Linked DNA regions of Rattus norvegicus: region 1 is linked to region 2. Evidence: chromatin contacts called from public Hi-C data. All regions are on one chromosome and are shown on one strand. Each heading gives the region's core, a stretch centred on a gene start, on an enhancer-like site or on the middle of the called end of the contact. The rest is flanking DNA. Distances are from core to core; before and after follow the strand shown. Region 1 holds the start of Rnase4 (ribonuclease A family member 4). Region 2 holds the start of Parp2 (poly (ADP-ribose) polymerase 2).

What was found. Hi-C and Micro-C count contacts between places; a contact is called where the count stands out from the background.
Region 1: a contact with region 2 is called in a Hi-C map of liver, with 3 times the contacts expected there. The contact joins the promoter of Rnase4 here to the promoter of Parp2 in region 2. A contact is called at or near these places in 8 of 12 Hi-C or Micro-C datasets (Schwann cells, frontal cortex, kidney and 4 more) and 1 of 1 datasets of contacts at active chromatin or transcription factors (oligodendrocytes).

Annotation. Positions count from the first base shown.
Region 1 is chr15:26,784,961-26,789,459 of GRCr8, reverse strand. Rnase4 (ribonuclease A family member 4) reads right to left here and starts at 3,173. Exons shown (of 2, transcript NM_020082.2): 1 at 3,126-3,173. Trnap-ugg6 (transfer RNA proline (anticodon UGG) 6) reads right to left here and starts at 3,657; the gene lies at 3,586-3,657. It also overlaps a transcript of Ang not described here.
Region 2 is chr15:26,505,716-26,509,912 of GRCr8, reverse strand. It overlaps Parp2 (poly (ADP-ribose) polymerase 2), which reads right to left and starts at 2,254. Exons shown (of 16, transcript NM_001106030.1): 1 at 2,181-2,254; 2 at 704-841; 3 at 346-416. The coding sequence starts at 2,220. It also overlaps Rpph1.

The sequences.
Region 1 (4,499 bases), core at 1,924-4,423, 280 kb before region 2:
CATCCAGGTGTTGGAATAGACCCAGGGAGTGTTCTGCTCTTGCCTGCAAAACGTTCCGAAATCAGCTGATTTGCCTTCACCACTGAGCCTCTGTTCCTGACTACAGAGTAAACTCTGGGAGTGCAACCTCTTTACAAAGCAAACCCTTAATTCCAGCACTTGGGAGGCAGAGGCGGGTGCATCTGTGTGAGTTCGAGGTCAGCCTGGTCTCCAGAGTGAGTTCTAGGACAGCCAGGGCTAGGCAGAGAAATCCTGTCCCAAAAACAAACAACAAACAAGCAAACAAACAAGCAAGCAAACAAGCAGAAGCTGCTCAGAAGGTGCATGCCCCGATGGATACACTTCCTAAGAACAGGGCCTGACAGCTTGAGGAGGAAGAGTGGAGGTCATGAGGACCTGGAAAAGGGCACAAACTTAAACAAGGTTCAGCTTTGTTGAGGCACAGCCCAGCTTGAAGGTCCCCTTTGTTCTTGTCCCCTCCCCCTCCCTCCTGCACTTAACCCGACTGTGAGCTGAAAGGAAATGAGGCTGGAGTTGTTAGAAGATGACTAAGCTGCTGTAGCCTGACTTCAGGTACTAGAGTCTGCGGAAAGGGAGACAGTCGCATTCTGACCAGGCATCCATTAGACAAGTGCCAAACTTTGTTCTGACAAATGCCAGCATTTCAACTGTCTCAGAAATACAGGGAAGGCTAGCACTCGGGGACATTCAGGGTGAGGCCTCTCTACTGGTATCCAAGCCAACACCGAATGCTCAGTGTGCAAACATAACGGGAATGGTGGTGCCTCTTTTAAATTAATCACACAGCGCTTTGACAACAGATGAGGACGGGCTGGGTTCTAGAGTCAGCAACCACTCATTGTTAGGAGAGCGGCCAGTCCATTGCGACACCCGGATGGCCTCATCGGTCTCCAGGGGAAATATCAGCCAACTCCATGGCCAGAGGTAACATATCAGTGTGGCCCTTTCTGATAAACAACTACAAAACAGAGGCACTTCACCCTCAGCCACAGCACACGCCCAGACACAAAATCCAGGGTCTGACACACTAACCTGCTCAAACGCAGGAACTTCCCTCTTTTAAGTTTTGCATTTTATTAAGGTGAAAGGAAAAACAGTGTGTGTGTGTGTGTGTGTGTGTGTGTGTGTGTGTGTGTGTGTGTGTGTGTGTTTTCCGGGACTCAGACCCAGGACCTTACATATGATAAGTAGATACCATTGAGCCACATCCAAGGCCTGAATATTGTATTTTTGTCAGTAATTTAAATTCATATAAAACAACTGACAATTTTAAAAAGTATTAAAAATTTTAACCTCTGGAAAGCCATCACCTTTCCTGGAATTTTTGTCTGTCTCTTCGCCAAGCCAGTAATATCCATGGACACATGAGGCATGAAATTCTTCTTCTAATAATTCTAGTGTTGGCATACTTCCCCCCTTTATACAGAGTGTGTATGTTTAATTCGGTCCTTAGGACGCATTATAGAGTGGAAGGTATGGGGACGCTGTCAACATTCCTTTACAGCACTGACATAATACTCAATGGGTAACGGAAGTAACAACTAAAAAAAGGAAAGCTCACAGGAGGCCCCCTGAGGAGTGGGTTCGCCACTGGTTCAGGGACCATGGAAACAAAGTCCTGATGATGTGTGTATGTTTCCAAACAAGATACAAAGTAAACAGTTACTTCAGGGCATACTGCGCTCTGGCTTACTTGTGGTTTGCAGCCACTCTGAAAATAACTGTTTACAGAGAATTCTTTACCCAAATGAACATATGGAGAACCTCAAGAGATGTTTTACCAGACTGCATCCATACGCTTTTTCAGTATCTGTGCTGCTGAAGCGAGCACATTGACACACTGTTTAATCCATGCATGGAGTCACACTAACAATGTCTCCAGGGGACAACTCCACAGCCTTTTGTGGGGTGCAGAAAGAGCGAGGGTGAGAGGGAAGCTCATGTACCCCTACAAGCTGAGCCATGGTTGAACTGATGGCTCTCCGAGGTCTGGGACTGTGGCTGGTTCACTTTTTCTAATCACCCCCTGTTAACCTAAGCTTCGATTCCACATTATCTAAACCACATTACTAAGGTCCCACCACCCCATGTGATCAAAATGAGACGATCTCTCCACCTTCGTTTTAAGGAAGAGGGAGTTGAAGAACAAAGAAAGGGACGTTACTTGACCGATGAGCATTTGGCGTTTCTGTGACCGGAAGATTTCCAGTGTACAACCCAACTTTTTTATCCCATCGGAATGATTTCTAGAAAAGTCAAAACTCATGTTTAAAGTAGTACTGACTAATTACTTAACACCGATTATTTCCATAAATCTCCCAGACATCTGATTTCTCCCTTTTATCATCATATTGTTTCTTGGGTTTAAGCCGCTGCGACTGGCAGCCCTGACTAACTCAGAGCTGGGTGGTGCTTGCTCTTTGAATAGCTGAGGCTGCTTTTCGGAGTTTGCCAGAGGCTTTTCAGACCGGTGTGCTAACTGAGGTTTCTAACGATTGCATGTATGAACTGGCTATAAGATTTCTACTATCACAGACGGAAGAACCTGGCCCACTGGAGATGTCCCAATATAAGCACAAGGTTTCTATCCTCCTTCTGAAACAGAGGCGCTCCATCACTGCACTGGCATGTGCTGTTTCAATCCCAACTACCCAGGAAGAAGGCATAGAGGATGCTGCTGACGCGTCTCCAAAAGTTTCACAACACAGTTAAAGATAAGTTAAGGGAGGGAGACAGGCAATGGAAAACGAAAACACCACTTCTGCTTGCACAACCTTGACAGACTTGCATCACAAATCTGATGTCGACCTAGGAACCCTCAAAATTTTCCCTGTCTGAGCGAACGAGGGCTGCTTGGAATTCCTCCCTTCGCAGATTCTGCGATCCCCTAGAGCCTGGGTTCTACACAATGACCATCCACGCTGGACTCTGGCAAGATGCGGAAAGTGAACTGTGGAAACCTGTGAGAACCGAATTGATCCCCACCACACCTCAGCTCTGTAATTAGACCGGAGAAGTTGAGAAGTCCTCTCCCAGGAGCCCCACAACTGTCCTTAGTAGGACTTCCATAGCTAAACCCTGGAGGGACAGGCGTAGAAACCCACCTGGACGCGGAACTGGAGATGACGGCTTTGTTTCTCACTCCTTTTTCCTGATGGGATGGCGAATAGAAGAAATGAGGTTTCCTTTGCAATCTCGTCGCCGATTTGGGTGAGGTCGCCGTTGCCTGGCCACGCAAACAGATTGGGGCGGGGTGCAGAGGAGTGGAGGGTGGGCGGTCCAGCCTCAGTGGCTGGGACCGCACCCCATTTCTTCCAAGGACGCTCCTCCCCGTTGGGCTGGCCGGCAAGACAGTTTAACCCCAACCACCAAGCAGACAATGTGGGTTTTTGCACAGAAATTGGACTGGTAGATGTCTCGAGGACCTCCAAGAGAAGCATCCGCGGCAGAAACACCAAGCCTGCCAAGGGGACGCTGGAACCTGGGAATTTGGTGCTACTGGCACGAGAAAGTTTGTCGTGAACTTTTGTCCAGGAGTTATCCAAGGACGAGGCAAAAAGTGCAGGGCTCGTCCGGGATTTGAACCCGGGACCTCTCGCACCCAAAGCGAGAATCATACCCCTAGACCAACGAGCCATAGCACAGTTCTGCTCTTTCGTGCTCGTCAGTCTAGCATGTTTTGACATAGGCTGTCTAGAGGCTTCAGCGGTTTCTTTTCTCTTTTCGTCTCTCACAGAGGAAACTTCTTTCGTATTATTTAATTTCCACCCTAACTTTGTCAAGTCCCACCCATTAATTCCGGACCTATCCCTTTTTATTCTCTATCCACGTCCGGGACAACTCAAGGCTCAGAATGGGATCAGAAGAGGCAGCTTTTCAGATTTCAAGTCACAGGCCTGCCTGATCACTTATTCCAGAAGGAGCCCGGAGCGAGCCGGCTTAGCGCTGCGATCTCCGGGTGGAGCCCAGCTGCAGGGTACTTGCGGGCACAAAAATCTTACAGGCAGGCGGGACAACAAAATACTGAGGGCAGGAGGAGGCTGCGGGTAGCCAGTTAGACTGGCGGCCGATAAGTTTGCTCTTGTCTTGTGATTCTGTAGACCTTCGCGGTTTTCCTGAATCAGAACTGCGTTTTCAACCTCACTCCCTTTGTTTACAAAGTATTCCATCCGACCTGGACTCTACACTCTTCCAGCCTCGTCTCCAACACAGGTCAAATGCTGCATGAAATACCTAAACGAGTAAAGTGTCTCTTTGCCAGTTAGTGGGGCAATCGCCGGGGTCAGTTAGAGGTTTTGTTCGGCAAATCAGGGTCCTGCGGGTCATCAGAGCGCTAAAAACGGGTACACAAACATGTCCACAAGGTTCTGTACCTTGCGGTCTTTGATGTCTGGACTTCGGACAATGGGCAGCACAGTAGACTCGAAAACTAAAAGTAAACAACGAGAGAGCCAGAGAAACCAAACTCCAAGATTCAT
Region 2 (4,197 bases), core at 1,005-3,504:
TGTATGTATACCATGTATGTATGTATGCAAGCACTTGCATGACTGGTCAGAAGAGTGCATCATATCTCCTAGAAATGGAGTCACAAATGGTTGTAAGTTGCCATGTGGGTGCTGAGAATCAAACCCAGGTCCTCTTGAAGAACAATAAATGCTCTTAACTACTGGGCCATTTCTCCAGGCTCAATATTCTGCTAAATTGAAACTCATCACCCCTACTTCTCAACTCTGGAGGAAAGTAATCACTGGCAATATTTTAGGAAGCATTTTTAGATGAGCGCCAATGATAGTCAGAGGGGAATCGAAATAAAACAAAAGAACTCTGCTTTCCGTTCCCGATGCTTTTACCTTTCCGACCTTGGATGTGCACTCTGGGTCCACAGGAGCTCGGCCCTTTACGAGCAGGGTCTTCACAGAGTCTGTGGGAACACAAACATGCACTGCCATTACCGATGTGGGGATCAAGAGAGCGGTTCCAGCTAGAAAGCGGTCATAATTAACTTCGCCCTTCTCCAGCAGTACAGGCTGCCTGCCTATCCTAATCCATTCAAACCTGAGAAAATAAAGATTCAGCAAAGTAGATTGGTACTGCAGAATGCCCAAGGGATAGAGAAATTAATTATGTCCTCAAAGAGGGAAGGAACAAACATCATCCCAATTCTTCCGGAGACTCGAGAGTTGTCCCACGTCCTCCCTGGTCCATTACCTTGCTTGCCTTTTGTCCTGTCTGTGTCCTCCCCTCCAGCCGCAGGCCCCTTTTTCTGGCACGTGCGCACTTTCTTGCCAGGAGGAGAGTCATCTGTTGCTCTGTTGCCATTATCAACTCTCTTGGCTTCATTTAGCACTGATGGCAGGAACAGTATAAAAGAATTACTACACTATGAATATGATGTAACTTGAACAACACTGAGGTGAAATAAAAGCACAGGAAAACTAGAGGGATGTGAAAAGGAAAGGCAGTCCCTCCTATCCCAGAGTCTGGTTGAAGCCTCTCTGCAGCGGAGAAGCAAGAATTCCAGCCCAACTAATGTGCTAGGAAGGCTGCTAACACAGATCTTCCGATATTTTCATGTTAAAATGACAATAAATTGGCTGACAGCCTGAATGACTATGACAATGGGTTTGGGTTCATTTCTCTCCCATTTTATGGGAGTCTTATACAGAGCACAAACATAGTTTATAGTGCTGATAACTTAACTTCCTGCATCCCTTATCATGTGGACTTGGACGCTGGAATTCTGTCAGATCCACCTCAGGAACTATGATCTCATTTAAATTATTTAACAACTCTCTGAAGAGCCAAAGATCGCAAATCTTACATACATGTCTACTATAAAGACAGTGAAGGGTGATGCTTCTCTGAGAAGCCACCCTCATGTTCTGTGGCGTCTCTCTTCCCAGGCATTTTTCTTTTAACCCTTGTGCTTAAAACGTATGTCGATATCTCCTTTAATAAACAAACTCCCAACTCTGGTCCATCTTGCGTACTCCTGAAAGTTCTTTCTACTTTAAAGCCAAGAATACTAGGTTTGCCTGAGTAGAGGTCTCTGGAAAACTTAAGTTTCTGTCAGAGACAGCAGAGTTGTCTCCTCCCTTGACTTCTAACAAACTTAAAAAACCAAAACAAGCGCAAAAAAACTCAAAAGGTTATTATTTCATTTTATGTGTATGGGTGTTTTGTCTGTATATATGTATGTGCACCATGTGCATGCTTGGTATATCTGGAGGTCTGGTAGGGTGGTCATGACCTGCCATGTAGATTTTTGGACTCAAACCTAGGCCCCCTGCAAGGGCAACAAGTGGCTTTTAGCACTGAGCTAACTCTCCAGCACCCCACTCCCCCCAAGAAAAAATGTCAGGGTCTCTCTATACAGCCCTGGCTGTCCTGGAACTCACACAGCTCCTCCTGCCTCTGCTTCACCTGTGCTAGCATTAAAGGTGTTAAGCCAACACGTCCACCAGGCTCTCATAAGTTCCTTTAAAGAAAGAATTTAAAGTGGCTAGAGAGGTGGGTCAGTGATGAAGAAGCTCCCCAGAGCTTCCAGAGGATCTGGATTTAAGTTCCATCTCTCACATGATAGATCACAACTGTGATCTATCTTTGTACTGAACTGTAATAAGAAAAAGCGAGGGGCTCCCTGTGACTGTAGGCCGAGCATTCTGCCTGCGAACTGAGTTCTCACCTCGTCTTCCACAGCCAGATCTCCGCCGCCGCGGCGCCATAGCGCTTGAAGGACGACGTCATCACCCTTTGCCGGGATGCGCGGGCTTCTGGTCCGGAGCTGGAGCCTGGGCTAGAGCGCATGCAAATTACACGCTGTGCTTTGTGGGAAGTCACCGTAAGTGTTAAATTCACTGTCTTTTGGAGTCTTATTATGGCGGCAGGTCTTCACACTCCTAGTGGGCGGGGGAAGCTCATCAGCGGGGCCACGCGCTGAGTGCTCGTCACTCTCTCGGCCCCTGGGAAGGTCTGAGACTGGGGCCTCCCGCGGCCCTAACCGGGCTCTCCCCGAGTGGGGAGGTGAGTTCCCAGAGAGCAGGGCTCCACGCGTGGGCAGACTGGGCAGGAGAAGCCCCCGGGTGGGCGGATGCCTCCCTCGCCGGGGCTTGGAACAGACTCACGGCCAGCAATTCGAGTTCAATGGCTGAGGTGAGGCACCTCGCGGGCCTCATAACCCAATTCAGACTACTCTCCCCCGCCTTTTTGGTTCCGGACGCTTTGTAACCCTTGCTCCTTGCTATGCACCCTCCCCCATTGCTGGATTACTGAGCTGTACTTTAACCATTTGTCTAGCAAAAATAAACGTAGCTCATACCTTCGTGTAGCTTGTTATTGGAAAATATACTTATCACAAAAGCAAAACGAACCTGTAGCTGTAAGAAGTACAATAGAAGGAAAATAGCATGTAATATCATAGGAAATCATAACAAAGGAGCAGTCTAGGAATTCTTCACGAAGTAAATGAGCAGAGTTGAGCTACATCTAAGGACACGGAGCAAAGAGAAGCAATTAAGATAGGGGTGGAATAGAGCTCATACCAAGCTCGGCTTTCCTTACAAAGGCCAGGAGCTGTGACTTAACTGGTGTGTAGACGCCTCAGATTGATGAATGACCAAACTCAAAAATAAAAACATTGTTTACAATTTCCTGTCCTAGTCTCCTCCAGATCTCCATCCAATTAACTCCGTGCCTGACGCCTCAGATTGATGAATGACCAAACTCAAAAATAAAAACATTGTTTACAATTTCCTGTCCTAGTCTCCTCCAGATCTCCATCCAATTAATTCCGTGCCTTCTTGAAAAGAGGCAAATAAATAAATAAGAAAAAATAAAAAGCACAAATGTACATACACAGAAACACAAACTCAGTAGAAAAAAAAGTCAGGTGTGGTGGCACACACCTTTAATCCCAGTGCTTGGGAGTCGGACCTCTGAGCTCAAGGCTAGCCTGGTCTGTAGGGTGAATTTGGGACATCCAGGGCTAGAGAAAAAGCCTTGTGAAAAAAACCAAAAGAATAAAAATTAAAGAAAAAAACACAAGAGACGTATATGCTCACTCGAGTGTGGAGGGGGGTGCACACGGTGTACACACACATACGCACACACCCCATATCAGTAGTGTGCAGAGTACCTTCCAGTACCATGAGAATTAGTTAGTTAGCAGGGATGAAAGCTCTAGATAGGTACTAGCTCAACCCCTCCATATTCAACGAGGTCTGTCAGTATCAGTTTTTTAGCAATACAACCTTACCATCAGTTTGCAAACAATGCTTTGGCAGTGGCCTGGGGGTTTCCATGGAGCCTCTTTGGCCAACAACTCACAAAGATGTAACCAGTTCCTGGCACTGCAGGCTTCTCTTGGGGGTGACAGATGTCTACTTGAGGCTTTCCTTTCATACATGTATGTGTGCTTTAAGAAGCTTCTACAGTAGTAGGTTTCCATGTGACCTGTACTTATTTGTCCCTTCCTGTGTCCCACCCCATCACCTCTCTTCTCCACCCCCTCCCCATTTAATCCTCCAGCTCCAGCCTCCCCTTGTTTCTCCATAGTTATATATTCTATTTCCCTTCACTTGGAGATCCTCCCTCCTTCCCTCCTCTCTCCTCCCTCCTTCTTCCTCCCTCCTCCCTCCTCCCTCCTCCTCCCTGACTCTATACCTAGCCTCTGTGGTTACATTGGATTGCAGCAGGCCTATGGA